Regions from separate parts of the Mus musculus genome. Here all the other regions are linked to region 1. The links are chromatin contacts, called in public Hi-C, HiChIP or PLAC-seq and promoter capture Hi-C maps. All regions are on one chromosome and are shown on one strand. Each heading gives the region's core, a stretch centred on a gene start, on an enhancer-like site or on the middle of the called end of the contact. The rest is flanking DNA. Distances are from core to core; before and after follow the strand shown. Region 1 overlaps Dgkh (diacylglycerol kinase, eta). Region 2 holds the start of Sugt1 (SGT1, suppressor of G2 allele of SKP1 (S. cerevisiae)). Region 3 holds the start of Kbtbd7 (kelch repeat and BTB (POZ) domain containing 7). Region 4 has its middle 20 kb from the start of Rgcc.

Region 1 (4,358 bases), core at 978-3,477:
TCAGGTCATCAACCAAGTCCACTGGCCCATCCTTTAGGCTGCCCTAGAATCCTGGCCGATACACCATACCCCGGACATAAGAGGGTCCAAATAAAAGTATGGAGATGCTAGAAACGTATGAGCAGACTGGAAACATTACACGGGGGTCACTAAGAAGCCTTCATAAAGGAAAAAGAGACACAGTGGGGTCGAGCTAGAAATGGCTAAGAAAGAGCCAGGGACCTCCTGGTTACTTACAAGTCTATGTAATGGTTCCATACAAAGCTATGGTTACTTATAAATTCTATGAACTGAAAGGGGGTGGGGGAATGAAAAGATGAAGAGCTCAGCCTTGAATAGGTGACAAAGGCAACCCACAGGCAGAGACAACAGCCATCCCGGCCCACCACGGCTTCATGCTTTCATCGCTTTTACAAAGGCAAGGTTCTGATGAAATACTACACGTAAATCGGGAAGGGAAGAGTGCCATGCTAAAACATATAGGCAAGGAAGACTGGAAAGGCCTCAGTACCCTAAAAACTGTCTTAAAACACAGCTCCACTGTAACCACACATCAGCAAACAAAGCTTAACTACTCACGATTATGAGTTTACGATATTAAACTAATAGTATGTTTTTAATTTTTCCAAAATCCATATTTAAAACTACTGGTTTTACACAGGTTTCTTAGCTCTCGACACGCTCTCATTCCTTCAAAGTTCCAGTAGAGAGGTTTCTGGGAAAGGCAGAAGATTATGAGGTTCAACAAAATCAGAGATCAAAGTTGAACCACTTACAAGTGGTGAAGCAGATACAAGAATGAGGACTGACTTAGTGCAGCCACACAGTGGCAGTGTGGACAGCTGAAAGCCAGCCCACTAGAACAGACGATCCCCGAAGGACTCAATACCTCACAGCACCAGGTACCTCTCGTGCCGGAGCAAGGAACTAGGTGAAAGTCTGATTTAGGGGATAGGGGAGTTTTGGGATAGCATTTGAAATGTAAATGAAGAAAATATCTAATAATATATATATATACATATATGTATATGTATATATATAAAGAAAGAACGAACCTCTGTCTTCCTCCTCCCTCACCAGCACCCGCCCTCCCCACTCCTCTTTTCTTCAGCTCTGCTTTGCCCCAAATGTCTGTCTCCCACAGCAGAACAAGGCTGGGGGCTTATTCTGGAGAGAGCTGAATGGAGAGAGTCTAGAATAAAAGACTCAGAAGTAACTAGAGGCAGAGGAGTAGTGCTGTGTAAGTGTGAATAAGCCAGTACCCTGGACTTGCTATATAACAAACCTTCAAGATGACGGTAGCCAGGATTGCAATTTGCTATTGGAAAGCCCTTTGGGACCTGACAAAGCCAAGGGCGGAGATGTCAGGGGTTGTCAAGGAAAAGCCTAGTCAGGTTATAGAATGAAACACCTGCACCTCAAACAGCTTCAGAGGTCCAGCTTCAGGGGTGGTGGTTCTACAAGTAAGTGTGTGTGTGTGTGTGTGTGTGTGTGTGTGTGTGTAGGTCCAGCTTCAGGGGTGGTGGTTCTACAAGTAAGTGTGTGTGTGTGTGTGTGTGTGTGTGTGTGTGTGGTGTGTTTAGTGTGTCTGTCTGTGTTTACTTCTCTATGCGTCTGTGTGTGTGTCTGTGTTTATTTCTCTATGCGTCTGTGTGTGTGTCTGTGTGTGTAGTGTGTATGTGTCTGTGTGTTTCTGTGTGTAGCATGTGTGTCTGTGTGTGAAGTGTGTGTCTCTCTGTGTGTGTATAATGTGTGTGTGTAGTGTGTCTGTAGTGTGTGTGTCTGTGTGTATGTCTCTGTGTGTGTAGTGTGTGTATAGTGTGTAGTGTCTGTGTGTGTGTGTGGGTGTGTGTCTGTGGGTTCCATATCCATTGAGTCAACTGACCACAAGTTGAAAATACTCTGGGGGGGAAAAAAAGCATTTTTAACTGAACTTAAAATGGCCACTCTTTTGTCACTGTTCCCTAAACAGCCACTACTCACATACCATTCATTAACACCCCGTGATAGATATGAGTAATGAAGAGATGGTCAAAAGCTCATAAAAGGGAGTGCCTGGGTTAACATTCTATAACATTCACATTTTATAACATACATTTGATCTTCTGCAGACCACTTTTTTTTTCCTTTGCATCCTTTAGGGAGCATTAAAACCAAGCCCACATAGATGCTGAAGTATGATAACCATCGCAGGAAGCCCTGTGTGCACACACACAAATGTTTGTATATTTACCCAAAGGGAAGTGAAAATACAATAGAAAGGTTGCAAAATAAAGTCAAGAACTCTCCTAGGAAGCACAATGAAAAGGGAAACATGCTAGAAAATGGGGAGTTGGGGAGAGACTGGGAAGGAACACGCAATGACAAATCCAGGAGGGCCAACGTCCAAACAATGGTAATACCACACAGAATAAGGAGAACAAACAGAAGGAAGAAATAACTCAAGATGATTTCCCAGAACTGAGCCCTGAATGGGGAGAAGCCCACACAGTGGATGAAAATAAACCCACACTGTGAATTCTGCTGTGAAGTTACAGATCCCTGAGGAGCAGAGAAGATCCTGAACGCTTCCAGAGAGGAGGATGGGGGAGGCGCTCCGTGGCTTCACACAGCCAGCCTGCACTGGCTTTCTCCGTGCTGGGAGCTAGACAGCAGCAGAGAGTGGCTTCAGGGTTGCTACAGTGCTCTGAGCAGAGGCAGCTTCCCACTGAGCAGGGTTTTGTTTGTTTGTTTTCCTTGTCTAACAGCATGCTTTCCACTTCCTGCTTTCTTCTCCTTCTTTACTGGCATGCATCCTGACGACAAGTTCTTTCAAGCTTAAACCCATTTGAGAGAAAAGTCAGTGTAAGAGGAAATGTTATCTTCAAACATGGAAGCCCACAGTACACGGCTCCCTCTTACCAGAGGCTCAAGCCATTGAGCCTCAGTAGGTTTGGCATTCTTCCTTTCCCAGATAATTCCTTCAACTCCATCTCCAATAGGCTCCCACCTTAAAAATCCTATTAGGAACATCCTCTCCCAGGAAGACAGCAAGCTTGTCCAGTGTGTAAATCCCACAGAGCCTTGAAGGCTATGCAGTACATTGTATCTCTATAACCGAGAAGAGAAAGAGCTGGCAGGACCGGAGAGACCGAGCAGTTCACTTCATCAATAAGATACATATTAGTTACTTTCTAATGCTGTGATCAAACACCTGATAAGAAACAGCATAGGCTGGGAAATGGTTTTTTTTAGCTCACAGATTAAGCAATACATCCATCCTAGCAAGGAAGGCGGGTGTGGAAGCTTGACATACTGGCCACACAGCCCGGACAGTCAGGAAGCAGAAAGGAGACAGGAAGTAGAGCCAGGCTATGAGTCCTCAAGGCCCACCACAGAGACCTACTTCCTCCAGAGTAGCCCCACCTCCTCAGGTTCCACCACCTTCCCCTCCAATGACACCAGGTGAAAACCCAGTAACCAAATGTGAGAACCTGAGGGGAACGTTCCATATTCAAACCACAGCAGGATCTGAAGAGACTCTGACTTCTGAAAAAAAGGTTTACTTGTGATCTCAAAGTGCCAAGTTTACGCAAATAGAAACTTAACTACTCACAAAACCAGAAAATCCTATTATGAAAAAAGCAAAACACAGAAATAAACGTAATTTCAAAATAACGATGACATTTGCAGGTGTGTTTCTTTTCTTCTGGCTTTAGGCATAGATTTATCTCACTCAGAAAGATATCATACTGGAATATCGCCAAATGAAGAAATGGCCTGACAATCACCAAAATGTCAAGTCACAACCTTAATTAAGCTGTGTCAATTATGAAAATTGTAAGCTAGTGGTTTTATAGATGTAGAAATGTAAAATATATATATAGATTCACACCAACACATAGCAATAGTAACACTTTTAATTCACACACACACACACACACACACACACACACACACACATGCTCAAAAAAGAATTGTTTTTTTCTCCAAGGGAAAGAAACAGAAAGTTGAGGAATATAAAAAAAATGACTAATTATCAGTGTCTAACTTAAGTTAAAAGTGGATGAATGTCACTAAGAACACAACCACTATGTCCATTACTGACTCTCCTTCCAACAAGGATTCCCAGTTAAGTGAACAACTGTGCCATTTCTGAAGCCCTGTTATTCACTGGCAACAAGAACAAACTGTGAAGTCCCTCTCAGGCTCTGAGGTCCGTGGTCCCCCACCCTCCCTCCTTCACCGAGTTTCCTGACAAATTTCAAGTCTGCTTCTAGCCAGGGAAACTAAAGACATCATAGTTCCTATTTGCAGGGAAACTAATGACATCATAGTTCCTATTTGCTTTCCAAGGACTTAGCATAGATTTTCTTTAA
Region 2 (4,358 bases), core at 855-3,354, 910 kb after region 1:
ATCACAGGGCCCCCAATGGAGGAGCTAGAGAAAGTATCCAAGGAGCTAAAGAGATCTGCAACCCTGTAGGTGCAACAACATTATGAACTAACCAGTACCCCAGAGCTCTTGACTCTAGCTCCATATGTATCAAAAGATGGTCTAGTTGGCCATCACTGGAAAGAGAGGCCCATTGGACACGCAAACTTTATATGCCCCAGTACAGGGGAACGCCAGGGCCAAAAAGTGGGAATGGGTGTGTAGGGGAGTGGGGGGGAGGGTATGGGGGACTTTTGGGATAGCATTGGAAATGTAACTGAGGAAAATACGTAATAAAAATATTTTTAAAAAAGAAATGATTATAAATTGATCTGTGTGAAAACTTGTTTCAGACGATATTAAGAGATGCCAACTGGCACAAGGTGTCTGCAATAAATGCATCCAAGAAGGAAGTCACACCCAGCCATGCAAAGAACTGCAAACGGAACAAAACTAACATTTCCTTTAAAGACATTATGCAGAAGACACTCCTCATCGTTATGCATCTGTTCTTTTACAGTCTAGTTTCTGCAGGGTTCACAGAAACGGAAAACAACCTTGAATGGAAAGATCCAAAACGATGCTCTCTACCTTCCCTTACAGATCTGCTTAGCTTCAGTTTAGTTGAGCTAATTTGATCTTCTCAGTACTTACTAAAACCTGAAACCTGCACCTCTTTGAGTTTAGTGGCCAGCTGGCCCTGGTCTGCCTCAAGTGTCTCTCCCACCTACTTCTCCTTTCCCACAAGTGGATTCAGATTCCTTTCTGGGACCTGTTATCTTCTATCAGCCCTTCCCCGCCCCGGCTCGACCCCCCCCCCCCTTCAAACAACCCATTTACAATACAGATGGGATATACCTACAGGTGGCAAATGTGTTACACTTTAAACTTTGTAGTATTCCACACTTCCATCTCTTGATGACCCCATACATACTTAAATCTTTGTAACCTCCGTTTCTCCATCTTGAATATGGGCTCAAGTTTCTCTGTATTTTCAAACGTCCTCCCACCGTTATTTTTTGCATCTGCAAGGGGTGATTGATTGGTAGGTTGAGGTTGTAACAAAAAATTATAATACCCACGATAGCTAGCAAGCACAACTAGGCGTTTGGCCAGTATGGAAAACGTGCTAGAAAAGTGGGGAAGACAAAACTTAGGTCTTTTAAAGTTAGAACTCAGAAAAGTGGGCGAGTTTAACAGTGGGGATATGTACACAAATGCCTGAACTGTAATTTCTTTTTCTTCGTGGACTGTCATGTTTCCAGACTGAGGTCTTATATATATCTTGTTTGAGGAAGCCAACGACCACTTCAATCATTTCACCTACTAAAACAGACTTGGTAAAACGAGTTACTGAGCGTTATCAAGAGCTTTTAAATCAAGTTTGGTGAACCTATAACTGCCACTCCCTCCTGTTGCCCCTTACCACTCAGTTTCAAAGAATTCGCAGGAAACTTCCTAGTGTGATGTTTGGCTCTAAGGACGGCGGGGGACGGGGGGCTTACTGGTTACTTAGAACACAAAGCAGCAATAAGACCATTAGCTATAGGTCACTTTCATCCACGCGGTGCTTGTGAAACAGGCTTTTCTTGGTTTGGAAAGCCGACTTAGGAAGGAAGCTTGGGGTGTGGAGCTCTGGCATCTGGCAGGCCCTCCGGAAAACTCCGTCCTCCATGCCGGTAACGTGACTTCCGGCGAGCCAGGCCGTCCGGGTTCTCCACGGAGAGAGTCATGCGAACTGATGCGCCATCCCGGGCTCTGCTGCCGGAAAAGACCTGGCTGCCACGAGTGACGTCACGCACAACTTGGCCGCCGGCGGTAGCCATGATGAAAACCGGAGTAAACGGAGCTTAACGTGACACTCCTTAGCGAAGCCAGAACTACCTCCCGACGGATCCCCAGTACCTTACAGTGGGCTCCGAGACAATATTTCAAAGCTTACAAGCCATGCCGGATCCCCCACGGGCGTACGGCGGGGCGCGGGACTCACGGCCACGCCCTCGGGGCGGGGGCTTGGCTGCGTCACGGGTAGGGGCGGGGCCGGAGAGCGTTTCCTCCTCTTTCCCAGCCGGCCCCGCGCCTACCTGCCCACCCTTCGCCTCCTTTTCCGCGGCTGCATGCTGCGCGACCGCTGATTGGCTACGGAGGACGGAAGCTCAGTTGGGGTTTCTTTAGAAGTTTTCCCTTCCTGGGCGGCGGCGGAGCTGGTAACCAAGGTAGAAACGCTCAGGCAGAAGCTTTCTTGACTCCTAGGGATGGCGGCAGCTGCAGCAGGACCTGCATCGTCCCAGCGGTGCGTGATTTTCTTCACCTTTGCTGTTTGTCTTTCTATTCTTTCCTTGATTAGAGAGACCTGCTGAAGTCGTTGTTTTCTTGGCAGGCTTTTCCAGAGCTTCTCAGATGCTCTGATCGACGGGGATCCCCAGGCAGCATTAGAGGTGAGTGAGCTCACTGGGACTGTTGGGTCCCTACAGACCCCTCCTCTTCCCGGCATTACCTTCGTGGGAGCAAAGCTACAATGTATCTAAGTCCCAAAATTAAGATACTTAATCTCTTTGTCTCCTTAATACCTTTGCCATAGATCTTGCCCTTCCTCTCCACAAGCTCCCGATGAGGGCACCTCCCTCCCATTTATTTCTTGGAAACATAGTTACTGTCTGTGGTTGCACTTATAATGGCATTTATGATCAAGGAAAAGGCGAAAATAGGGCTTGATGTATCAATTTTTTACTTTAACAGTTATGTTTGCCCTTATATGTCAGGTACTGTTAAGTGTCCTTAATTAAATTTACTAAAGAACATTTTCCCTCTGTGCCTTCCACTTTACAGATGACTGTGGTTGTTCTTTATACAGTTGTTTATAAAACCGCGCTTTTTATCTAGGCTGGCCTTAAACTTTGGATCCTGCGAGTTCTTGGGATGTATCAGTAAATAAACCCTGCCTACATTTTAGTATTATATGATTTGCTTTTGGGCCATTTCAGGTGAAGTCTAGAACAAACTAGCTTTGTACGGATGTTTCTTAGGAGCGCTGGCTGGACTCCAGAGAGTTATCGGCACATGTCAAGTATGGTGGTACAGGCCTGTAATCCTGGTACTCAGGCGGTGAATGCCCTAGGGTCAGAAATTCAAGGTCATCCTCAGCTACTTTGTGAGTTGAGGCTAGCCTGGGATGTGTGAAATTCTTCCCGACACTTCAGAGCTCCCCCGCTGGAAAAAAGGAAACATTTTTATGTTTTGAGCCTTAGAGAAATCACTTTTGTAGAGACTAGCAGACTAGGATAGCTACATTGTTGTTTTAATGTTACAAGCTCCGCTTTGTATTCTTAGGTCTACAGAGTGATCATGAGGTTTGATAGCGCGGTATTAGAGAGCCTGCTGGTGTTGGCGCACACCTTTAATCCCAGTGCTTGGGCGGCAGAAGCAGGTGGATCTCTTGAGTTTGAGGCCCACCTGGTCTACCATGAGAGTTCCAGTATGGCCAGAATTACACAGAGAAACCCTGTCTCAAAAGAAACAAAACAACAAAAATCAAGGCATTAGTGACTTTGAGATTAGGGCTACAGACGCAAGTATCTTTATATTTTCTGCCAAAGGAAATTAAAACCCGAATTGAGAGTAGGGGGAAGGACTGAAAAAGGAGAAGGAAATGAATAATTATTAAAAGGTTATTGAGTGCTGGCTACAGATCTAGGCTGCCCCCAAAGCCCTAATAATTGGCAGATGCTGCCCCTTCTAATGTGTTCCATGCAATTCTCTACAGCCCCTTGGCTACCTCACATTCTGGACTTTACTAGTTTCTTCTATTTGAATGAAAATGGGTACCAATGAAGCATGGGTACAAGGGTAAGAAGTTTATTTTAAACTGCCAAGGCTGTCTCTGAGGAGAGCAGCAAGATGCGGGGTGGGGGGATGTAGGGGGGTATACGTGTGTGTGTGTGTGTGTGTGTGTGTGTGTGTGTGTGTGTAAGATCTTCTGGGTTATATGGAAGCCATACCTGGGCCTGTGGGCTGGGTTAGGGGGTGGGGGACTTGTGAGTATGGAATAAGGAAGTGTGGAGGCTACCATTGACCTTGACACGCCAATGAGAACCACAGAGATATGTTAATGTATCCCTTTTGCCAGAGATGAGGGGAAAACTTAGCACATAGGAACTATTTCAGACTGGGGAAAGGGATTTCTTGGCGGGCTTGGGGGTGGGGTGGGGTTGGGGACGACGACTGACATTGTTTCTGGTCCTGCTTGGTTTTACTCTGTTCATGGTACAGTAGCCAGCATGACAGTTGGATCATGTCACTCTCCTACTAGAACTTTCCATGTCCTTCCCTCGAAATGAAGG
Region 3 (4,358 bases), core at 642-3,141, 750 kb after region 1:
TCCTGGTTTCTCACATTCAACCTGCAGGATGGGTGAAATGTCTTAGCTAGGAAAAGCACTTGTTTGTTCCCAAGCCTCAAGGCCTGAGTTTGATCATCAGAACCCACATGGTGGAAGGAAAACAGACTGCATCAAGTTATGCTCTAACCTTCACACGTGTGCCACACACTCTCACACAGCAGAAGCACAAATGTAATGAAGACTCAACTTAATTAAACTTTTAGAAAAGACCCATTAGTTGCACAGTAGTGAACCCCTAGGATCTAGTCACTTCTCAAAGGCCCATTAGCTGACAACCAAACTCACCAATACCTAAGTATTTATAGAACATTTCCTGTTAAAACTGTAACAATGAGGAAACAAAACCACGTCTTTGTTTATACCTAGTCTAGACATTTGAATGGCTTCCATAAATGTTCTTAGGTCCTCAAATTAGTCGTCCAATACTTCCTAATGAATCTACGTAATTTGGTTTTTTTTTTGTTTTTCTGAGCATGGGTTGTTTGTTTTGAGACAGGGATTCTCTTTGTGTAGCCCTGGCTCTTCTTGTAGACCAGGCTGGTCTCGATCAAATGCTCCCTGCTTCTTCTTCCTCAGTGCTGGGGTTAAAGGCATGTGCCACCACCTTTATTTAATCCCAGCAATGCCTTTAATCCTGGCACTTAGTAGGCAGAGGCAGGTGGATCCAGGACAGCCAGAGCTAAACAGAGAAGCCCTGTCTCACAACAACAACAACAAAAGAAAGTAAAGAAAAAAGAAAACCTCTGTGTGTGTGCATTTAAGCTGCAAGTGAAAAAGAAGTTATTTGCAGAAATTTACAGTCTTTTAATGGCTCATGGCTTCAAATTAGTAGATGTGTTTCTATAAGAGTAAGTAAGAAACAGTAATGCTTGATTTTGCATTTTAAAAATAGTCTGTAACTTTAATATTTCTAATAAAATAAAGAATGTTGCAGTAAAACTCCAACCCAAATATGCCCTGGCAATGAAAACACAGCTCAGCTAATATAAATACGTGCTGTATGTCTACACTACGGTCTTCCACGTCTTATGTGACCCCTTAGAACTTTCAGTTTCTCCAGGCCATGTGCTTCTGCTCCACTTTTCTTCTTCTTCCTTTTACTCTTCATCTTCTCTCTCTCCACCTTCCCTTTATCTGCCCAATCATCAGCTCTCCTTTATTTTTCAAATTAAGGTGGAATCAGGTTTACAGGAAATCACCTGGGTGCCAACTCATCCCTTGTTCACAACCACTCACAGGAGAATGGAATTAACATCAAATATAATTAGCCCCAGGGCTATCCACAACAAAAGAACTCTGTAAATTGCACATACCATTCAGTCTTCACAAAACTAAAATACTGCTATCCTCAGTTTTCAAATTCAATAAAGTTTTCAGGAGGAAGTCATGCAAACAAATAATAGAGTGGATACTTTTACTCTGGACTTGAAAGCCATTATATTTTATTTTATTTTAGTGAGATGGGTTCTCTCTACATAGCTCAAGCTGTCCTGGAACTCTCTATGCAGACCAAGTTGTTCTCAAACTCAAGAGATCCCCCTGCCTCAGCCTCCCTGGTGCTGGGATAAATATGTATGCCACTATGCAAGACTGAAACCTAAAGTATCAAATTCCGGATACTATCCACTTTCTACCTCAGTGAAGGACCCAGTAACAGAAAAAAAAAAATAAAGAGGTTATGTAAACTACAATTCCCAAGATGCAAAGCGGCTTCGGCCTCTTCATATAGTCCGTGAGCCGGAGGATCCCGTCATGCATCGAGGCGCGCGAAAGGCAACCTGGGAAGAGTAGTTCGTCCGGGCATCTACCCGTCTCGCCCGCTCGGCAGAAGCTGCTCCTGCGGCTAGACCCCAGGGTCGTGTGAGGGTGAGCTAAGGGCTGAGAAAGGGCGTGAAGGGAAACAGTGAGTCAGCCGGGGACTACGCGATAAAGGCAGACGGCTCCGCCCCGAAGGCCCAGCTGAGTAATTGCGGCCGCGAGCCGAGTTTGTTCTGGGACGCCGCTGAGTCGGCGTCGGCGAGGGAGGCGTGAGGAGGAGCCGGGCGTCTGCAGCCGTTCTCGCCCTCGGCGCCCCGCCGCCATCTCCACCATGCAGTCCCGGGAAGACGCCCCGCGCTCTCGCCGCCTCGCCAGCCCCCGCGGCGGGAGGCGGCCCAAGAGGATTTCCAAGCCCTCGGTGTCGGCCTTTTTCACGGGCCCGGAGGAATTAAAGGACGCGGCCCATTCCGCAGCCCTCCTGGCACAGCTCAAGTCTTTCTACGACGCGCGGCTGCTGTGCGATGTGACCATCGAGGTGGTGACGCCTGGCAGCGGGCCGGGCACGGGGCGCCTCTTCTCGTGCAACCGCAACGTGCTGGCGGCCGCTTGCCCCTACTTCAAGAGCATGTTCACGGGGGGCATGTACGAGAGCCAGCAGGCCAGCGTGACGATCCACGACGTGGATGCCGAGTCCTTCGAGGTCTTGGTGGACTACTGCTACACTGGTCGCGTGTCGCTCAGCGAGGCCAACGTGCAGCGCCTGTACGCGGCCTCGGATATGCTGCAGCTGGAGTACGTGCGCGAAGCCTGTGCCTCCTTCCTGGCTCGCCGCCTTGACCTGACCAATTGCACTGCCATCCTCAAGTTTGCCGATGCCTTTGACCACCACAAGCTGCGATCTCAGGCCCAGTCCTTCATAGCTCACAACTTCAAGCAGCTCAGCAGGATGGGGTCCATTCGGGAGGAGACGCTGGCAGATCTGACCCTGGCCCAGCTGCTGGCCGTCCTGCGTCTGGACAGCTTGGATGTAGAGAGTGAGAAGACTGTGTGTCATGTGGCGGTGCAGTGGCTGGAGGCTGCTCCGAAAGAGCGGGGTCCCAGTGCTGCGGAAGTCTTTAAGTGTATTCGTTGGGCGCACTTCCCTGCAGAAGAGCAGGACTACCTGGGAGGGCTACTGAGCAAGCCTATTGTGAAGAAATACTGCCTGGACATTATTGAAGGGGCTCTCCGGCAGCTGCGATTTGGTGATAGGTTGTACAAGTCAGTGGTTGCCAAGCCAAATAGCAGCCACAGCAGTGATAGCAATAATAGCAGCAATAGCAGCAGCAGCAGTAGCTCAGTTGTATCGGTAGCAGAAAATCCACCCCAAAGGTTGGGTATGTGTGCCAAAGAGATGGTAATATTTTTTGGGCACCCCCGAGATCCATTTCTCTGTTACGACCCTTATTCCGGAGATATTTACACAATGCCGTCTCCTTTGACTAGCTTGGCACACACTAAGACCATTACATCTTCAGCTGTTTGTGTCTCTCCAGACCATGACATCTATCTTGCTGCCCAGCCCAGGAAAGACCTATGGGTGTATAAACCAGCCCAAAATAGTTGGCATCAGCTGGCAGACCGCTTGCTGTGTCGAGAGGGTATGGATGTAGCCTATCTGAATGGCTACATTTACATCTTGGGTGGGAGAGACCCGATTACTGGAGTTAAATTGAAGGAAGTGGAATGCTACAGTGTCCAGAGGAACCAATGGGCATTGGTGGCTCCTGTACCACATTCCTTTTATTCATTTGAACTAATAGTGGTTCAGAATTATCTTTACGCTGTCAACAGTAAGCGCATGCTCTGCTATGATCCTAGCCATAATATGTGGCTGAATTGTGCATCTCTCAAACGAAGTGACTTTCAAGAAGCCTGTGTCTTCAAAGAGGAAATCTATTGTATCTGTGACATCCCAGTCATGAAGGTCTACAACCCTGCTAGAGGAGAGTGGAGGCGGATTAGTAATATCCCACTGGACTCAGAAACCCACAACTACCAGATTGTCAATCATGACCAAAAGTTGCTGCTCATCACCTCTACCACCCCACAGTGGAAAAAGAACCGAGTCACAGTATATGAGTATGATACTAGGGAAGACCAATGGATTAATATAGGCACCATGTTAGGCCTTTTGCAGTTTGACTCTGGCTTTATTTGCCTGTGTGATCGAGTTTATCCTTCCTGTCTTGAACCTGGTCAGAGTTTCATCACTGAGGAAGATGATGCAAGGAGTGAGTCTAGCACTGAATGGGACTTAGATGGATTCAGTGAACTGGACTCTGAGTCAGGAAGTTCAAGTTCTTTTTCTGATGATGAAGTCTGGGTACAAGTTGCGCCTCAGCGAAATGCACCAGATCAGTAGGGTTCTTTGTAAATATTTTGAGACAATAAGATGTTGTTTCTACTGTATGGAATATATCTTAAAATGATACCCCTTTTCCTGAAAAGACAAAGTTGATTAGGACTGGAGATTTGGTTTAGAAAGGGTAGCAATTTGAAATAGTAATGCAATATGCAAAATTCATACAGTCCCTGAA
Region 4 (4,358 bases), core at 858-3,357, 640 kb after region 1:
AATCTGTCTGACATGGTCGGAGGAACTCAGCTACCAACATGGTCATATCAGAAAGGAGAGATTTAACCAGAGGGATGTAGCAAGGTGCTCTGTGTCCAGAGGTCCTTTCATTGTCATGAGTTTGTTAAAGCATGATGTAAGTAATAGTCCTACACAGGGCTCTCAGGGAGAGCTCACATCGGCTGTATTAACTGTGACAAAAGCCACATGGTGGCCTTGACATAAAGCATCCTGGAAAACCAAAAAAAAAAAAAAATTTTCCTTTTATGTTGGCCATTTATGAAAACATCTAACACACATAAATTATTTTAACTTGCTTACAGCCTGGTAGTCTTTGAAATGGGTGTGAAATGTGAAACCCGAGCCTCGTTATGTAAGAGACTAGAGTAGTAAACCCTGATATAGTCACAGTGTGAAATAATGTACAACAGAGAACATGATGCCCAATGCACTATGGGTGATTTTCAGTAATATGTAACATTAATTGAAGGCATTAAAAGAGGGAATTCTGGGATCTGGTGTAGCCTCGGGCACTAGAAGTCAGGAACAGAGCTATTTACCGCCAGAAGCTCATCTACCATCACAGGAGGGCTGTGATGAGCCTGGTCTCTCCCACACTGCTTCCTAAGGAGTGTGGTGGGGACCGAGGGGACAGGACACTGAACTGTCAGCACAGGCCAACTCAACTTGTCCCCTTCACGGTTAACCTCTCTCAGGAAGGAGCTACTAGAGTGTTCCAGGAAAGATCAACAGGATTTTTAGCAAAACAAAAAAAAAAGAAAGAAGGGCTGAGAACTTCGAAGAACTGGTGATGTTGATTGCTCTGCCTGGGTCTGTACAATATAGTATACCGGGCAGGAGGAGGATTTACCAAGTGCTTGTGAAGTGTAACAATGTTACAAGAGGCGAAGTGGTTACTACAATGTAACAAATGGACACCACCTGCCACTCATGTGCACTTTCCTATACTTAAAGTTAACCACTATATATTGATTATATATATAAATATAAAGTATACATATCTTTATAAATATAAATATATAATATATTTATTTATAAATATAAATATATAATATATATGTATGTGTACATATATATGTATATATGAAGTAAAGAGAGACAAATGATATCCATTAATATGTAGTATATGTCATAGGATTCATGGACTATGAGTTCGAAAGCCTAATAAAAATTTTCCTTTTATGTTGGCCATTTATGAAAACATCTAACACACATAAATTATTTTAACTTGCTTACAGCCTGGTAGTCTTTGCAAGTATAAATTTTTCTAATTTTAATTTACATAGAGATTTGGGTTCTAGAGAATTATGAAAACTCCTCAATCAAAAACAGAACAGAAAATTTGGTATGAAAGAATAAGTTTAAAGGAAAAATTATGTCCCGGTCAGCAGAGTGCTTGCTTTGGTTGTGAGCCACCATGTGATTGTTGGGATTTGAACTTAGAACCTCTGGAATTGCAGTCAATGCTCTTAATCTCTGAGCCCTCTCTCCAGTGACCCCCCCACTTTAAATAGGTAATAGGTGAATTTAGTACATGAGTTTAGATTCTACTATATAAGGGAATAAGGATGATCGAGCTCTCTCTCTCTCTCTCTCTCTCTGACTCTTGATTGACAGGGTCTCTATATAACCCAGGTTGGCCTGGAACCTTGGGTTTTTTTAAATTATTTTTTTGAGATGTATTTTTATTTTCTGTCCATAGTTGCTTTCCTAATTAAAGAATTTAAAGTAGGACAGAGCGTGGCCAGTGTCTTGGAAGGGTGGGTGTTGGCCACCCATGGTCACATGATACTTGGGAAACCAAGTTCTGCTCTCTCAGGCTTCTTAGTTTCATTAATAGAATTAGGGACACAAATAGAATCCACATCCATCCCCACCCCCAACCCCCTGAACACACAGAAGCCGGAGGACAGTTTTTAGAGTCTAGAAGGAGAACCCTAAGGCAGGCAAGCTACGGATCTCCTGGCTGCGTGGAAGGGAGGACAGAAGAAAAACAGCCAAGCTATTTGAGATAAAGTAGCCCGGAGGTGAGCCACCCTCCAGGAGGGGGATGCTTAGAAAAGGTGTTAGGAAGCCCAGAGCTTTGGTTAAGGAGTTTCGAAAGAATACTTAAGACCTGGTCCTACTGCAGAAAAGAAAAACAAATAGCTCTGTGTTCTATGTCGGCCATCAGACAGGGACAGATCCCTGAGCCTCCTGGCAACTTTGCTGGCTGTAGGGGCTACACTGTGGGCTTGGGGTGGGGGTGGGGGTGGGGGAGCGAGAGTCTGGACAGAAAAAGCACTCTGTCTAAGGTGAGCGGCCTTCTTATGGTCCCCTAGCCAGCCAGGTCCCTGGCCTGCCACAGTGCTGAATTAACCCTTAAGACAAGAGACAAGGGCCTGTCTCCACCTAGAGGTAGATTCTGCTCTCGACACCGCTAGGCCCAGGAACTAAAAGGTGCAATGGACTCTACGGGCTTAGAATGAAAAGCGTAGGAGGGATCCTATAATTATTTTAGAGAGCAGAGGAGTACACAATAAATAGTTTTTAAGGGCGAGGACTCCCCCACAGACACCCCAGGAAAGTTGGATCCCGTAACCCAGATTTTCAATATTTTTGTGTTTTTTGTTGTTGTTGTTGTTGTTTGTTTTGTTCTTTTGTTTCAGTTCTAGGGCTGGACCCCAGGGCTCACATGGGAGACCAGAGTGCCACACCTAAGCTGCACCACACACACACACACACACACACATCCCTGGTCTCACATATGTTTCTTTTATATAGAAACCTAATGCACTAAGTCTTATGCTGACTCCATTTTTTTTAAAATAGGATGTTTTTGAGGGAATAAACTGTGACCACCCCCAAAAGATACCGGTATTGACTCTTCAAGGGGCTCTGAGCAGAGTGATCATGGAAGATGTATGGCTAGCCTGCACTGTCTCTGTGTGGCAGGGTCAGCTTTGAGAGAAGCACCTCACACACTCCCTCATGACAGTGCCCTCTTTCCTTCCAGGCACTGGTCCGATGAGCATTTTGAATTTCTTTGGCACCCACTGGCATCTCTGCCTCATATTTCACAGGCTATATTCTGCACGTATATTTCTTAAAACAGATGGACTGGTCTAGGCCCACAGTGGACTGGCGTATTTGTGGCTATGAGTACCACAGCAGAGAATGTCCCAGGCATGGATGAGTACAGACTGTTTCCAAAGGTGCTGAAGGCTGCCCGAGGAGCCAGGCTCCAGTTCCCTTCTTGGTGTGCGGGGTATTTCTGTACTGTCTTCATGAAGCACATATACAGCTTTTACAGCTCCATTCCTCTTTCTTAAATCACTGTATTGGATAAACCTCACAGAAATCCCACTCATTTGATGCTCTCTCTCTCTCTCTCTCTCTCTCTCTCTCTCTCTCTGTGTGTGTGTGTGTGTGTGTGTGTGTATGTCACAGCATGCATGAGGTCCTCAGGGAATAATTTGCAAGGGTAAGTTCTCTACTTCAACTATGTGGGTTCCAAGGATCCAACTCAAGGCCACCACACTTGGTGACAAGCACCTTCACCTGCTGAGCCCTCTTGCTGGCCCCATCTTTAGGAAAACTTCAAGCCTGTAGAAGAAAGTCCACTCCATCGACATTTCCTCCCCATCCTTTCCGCATGCACACACACCCAGCTCTTAAAAGCCATCGGTTGACCCCATCTCTGTGAGTTGTCTCTCCTGGACATTTCCTAGCCTGGAGTTAGACAAGTTGGCACTTCTTTCCTTTGAGTCCCCAAGGTTCGTCCATTCTGGAGCGTGTGCCAGCACCTCAGCTTTTCAATGCCAGATAACATCTCCACTGTAGAGATGTGCACAACTTACTGAGCTGCTCAGCCGCTGTTGGGAAAATTACTTTTCTTTTTCTTTTGGTTGTTACAAGTAGTGCTGTTGTGAACAACTGTGTGGAGCTGGAATCTCATCTTTTTAGGAATGGAGTTGCTTAATGTGAGGTTTGAACAACAGTGGTCCCTGTGGGGGTTTGAATAGGAATGGTCACCCCAGAGGCTCATGTGTTTGAATGCTTGACCCATAAGAGTGGCACTACTGGGGCTGGAGAGATGGCTCAGTGGTTAAGAGCACTGACTGCTCTTCCGAAGCTTCTGAGTTCAAATCCCAACAACCACACGGTGGCTCACAAGCATCCATAGTGAGATCTGATGCCCTCTTCTTCACTGTGTCTGAAGACAGCTACAGTGTATTTACATATAATAAATAAAGAAATAAATCTTTTCTAAAAACGAGAAAGATTTTTTAAAAATGAGTGGCACTATTAGGAGGTGTGGCCTTGTTGGAGGAAGTGTGTCACTCTACGGGTGGGCT

The links. Promoter capture Hi-C pulls out the DNA fragments that hold promoters and counts their contacts. Hi-C and Micro-C count contacts between places; a contact is called where the count stands out from the background. HiChIP or PLAC-seq counts read pairs in DNA pulled down with a chosen protein or histone mark.
Region 2: an H3K27ac HiChIP or PLAC-seq map of embryonic stem cells shows a contact between it and region 1, with 2.5 times the contacts expected there. The contact joins the promoter of Sugt1 here to the enhancer-like site in region 1. A contact is called at or near these places in 2 of 39 promoter capture datasets (the C10 cell line and cranial neural crest) and 4 of 115 datasets of contacts at active chromatin or transcription factors (embryonic stem cells, large pre-B cells, memory CD8 T cells and 1 more).
Region 3: a contact with region 1 is called in a promoter capture Hi-C map of embryonic stem cells. The contact joins the promoter of Kbtbd7 here to the enhancer-like site in region 1. A contact is called at or near these places in 6 of 39 promoter capture datasets (HPC-7-derived erythroid cells, cranial neural crest, embryonic stem cells and 3 more) and 3 of 115 datasets of contacts at active chromatin or transcription factors (astrocytes, cardiomyocytes and memory CD8 T cells).
Region 4: a contact with region 1 is called in a Hi-C map of the P5424 cell line, with 5 times the contacts expected there. The contact joins two enhancer-like sites. A contact is called at or near these places in 1 of 39 promoter capture datasets (embryonic stem cells), 6 of 15 datasets of contacts at CTCF or cohesin (the NIH/3T3 cell line, embryonic stem cells, large pre-B cells and 2 more), 135 of 484 Hi-C or Micro-C datasets (the 63-12 cell line, the AML12 cell line, B cells and 68 more), 12 of 115 datasets of contacts at active chromatin or transcription factors (the 230-238 cell line, T-cell acute lymphoblastic leukemia, astrocytes and 8 more) and 1 of 9 other capture datasets (embryonic stem cells).

The regions. Positions count from the first base shown.
Region 1 is chr14:78,675,819-78,680,176 of GRCm38.p6, forward strand. All of the region lies in intron 2 of Dgkh (diacylglycerol kinase, eta), which reads right to left. Among named protein-coding and RNA genes, the nearest start is that of Gm30716, 27 kb to the left of the region's middle. Within about 2 kb of position 2,228, at least 116 of the 459 cell types and tissues checked have an H3K27ac peak or open chromatin away from gene starts, as enhancers often do. A contact at or near this core is called in the P5424 cell line, cerebral cortex, embryonic stem cells and 1 more, where this site is marked.
Region 2 is chr14:79,585,556-79,589,913 of GRCm38.p6, forward strand. It overlaps Sugt1 (SGT1, suppressor of G2 allele of SKP1 (S. cerevisiae)), which reads left to right and starts at 2,105. Exons shown (of 13, transcript NM_026474.6): 1 at 2,105-2,311; 2 at 2,399-2,456. The coding sequence starts at 2,274.
Region 3 is chr14:79,424,620-79,428,977 of GRCm38.p6, forward strand. Kbtbd7 (kelch repeat and BTB (POZ) domain containing 7) reads left to right here and starts at 1,892. Exons shown (of 1, transcript NM_001024135.2): 1 at 1,892-4,358. The coding sequence starts at 2,111. The coding sequence ends at 4,183.
Region 4 is chr14:79,318,979-79,323,336 of GRCm38.p6, forward strand. No RefSeq gene overlaps it. Among named protein-coding and RNA genes, the nearest start is that of Rgcc, 20 kb to the left of the region's middle. Within about 2 kb of position 2,108, at least 14 of the 459 cell types and tissues checked have an H3K27ac peak or open chromatin away from gene starts, as enhancers often do. A contact at or near this core is called in the P5424 cell line and cerebral cortex, where this site is marked.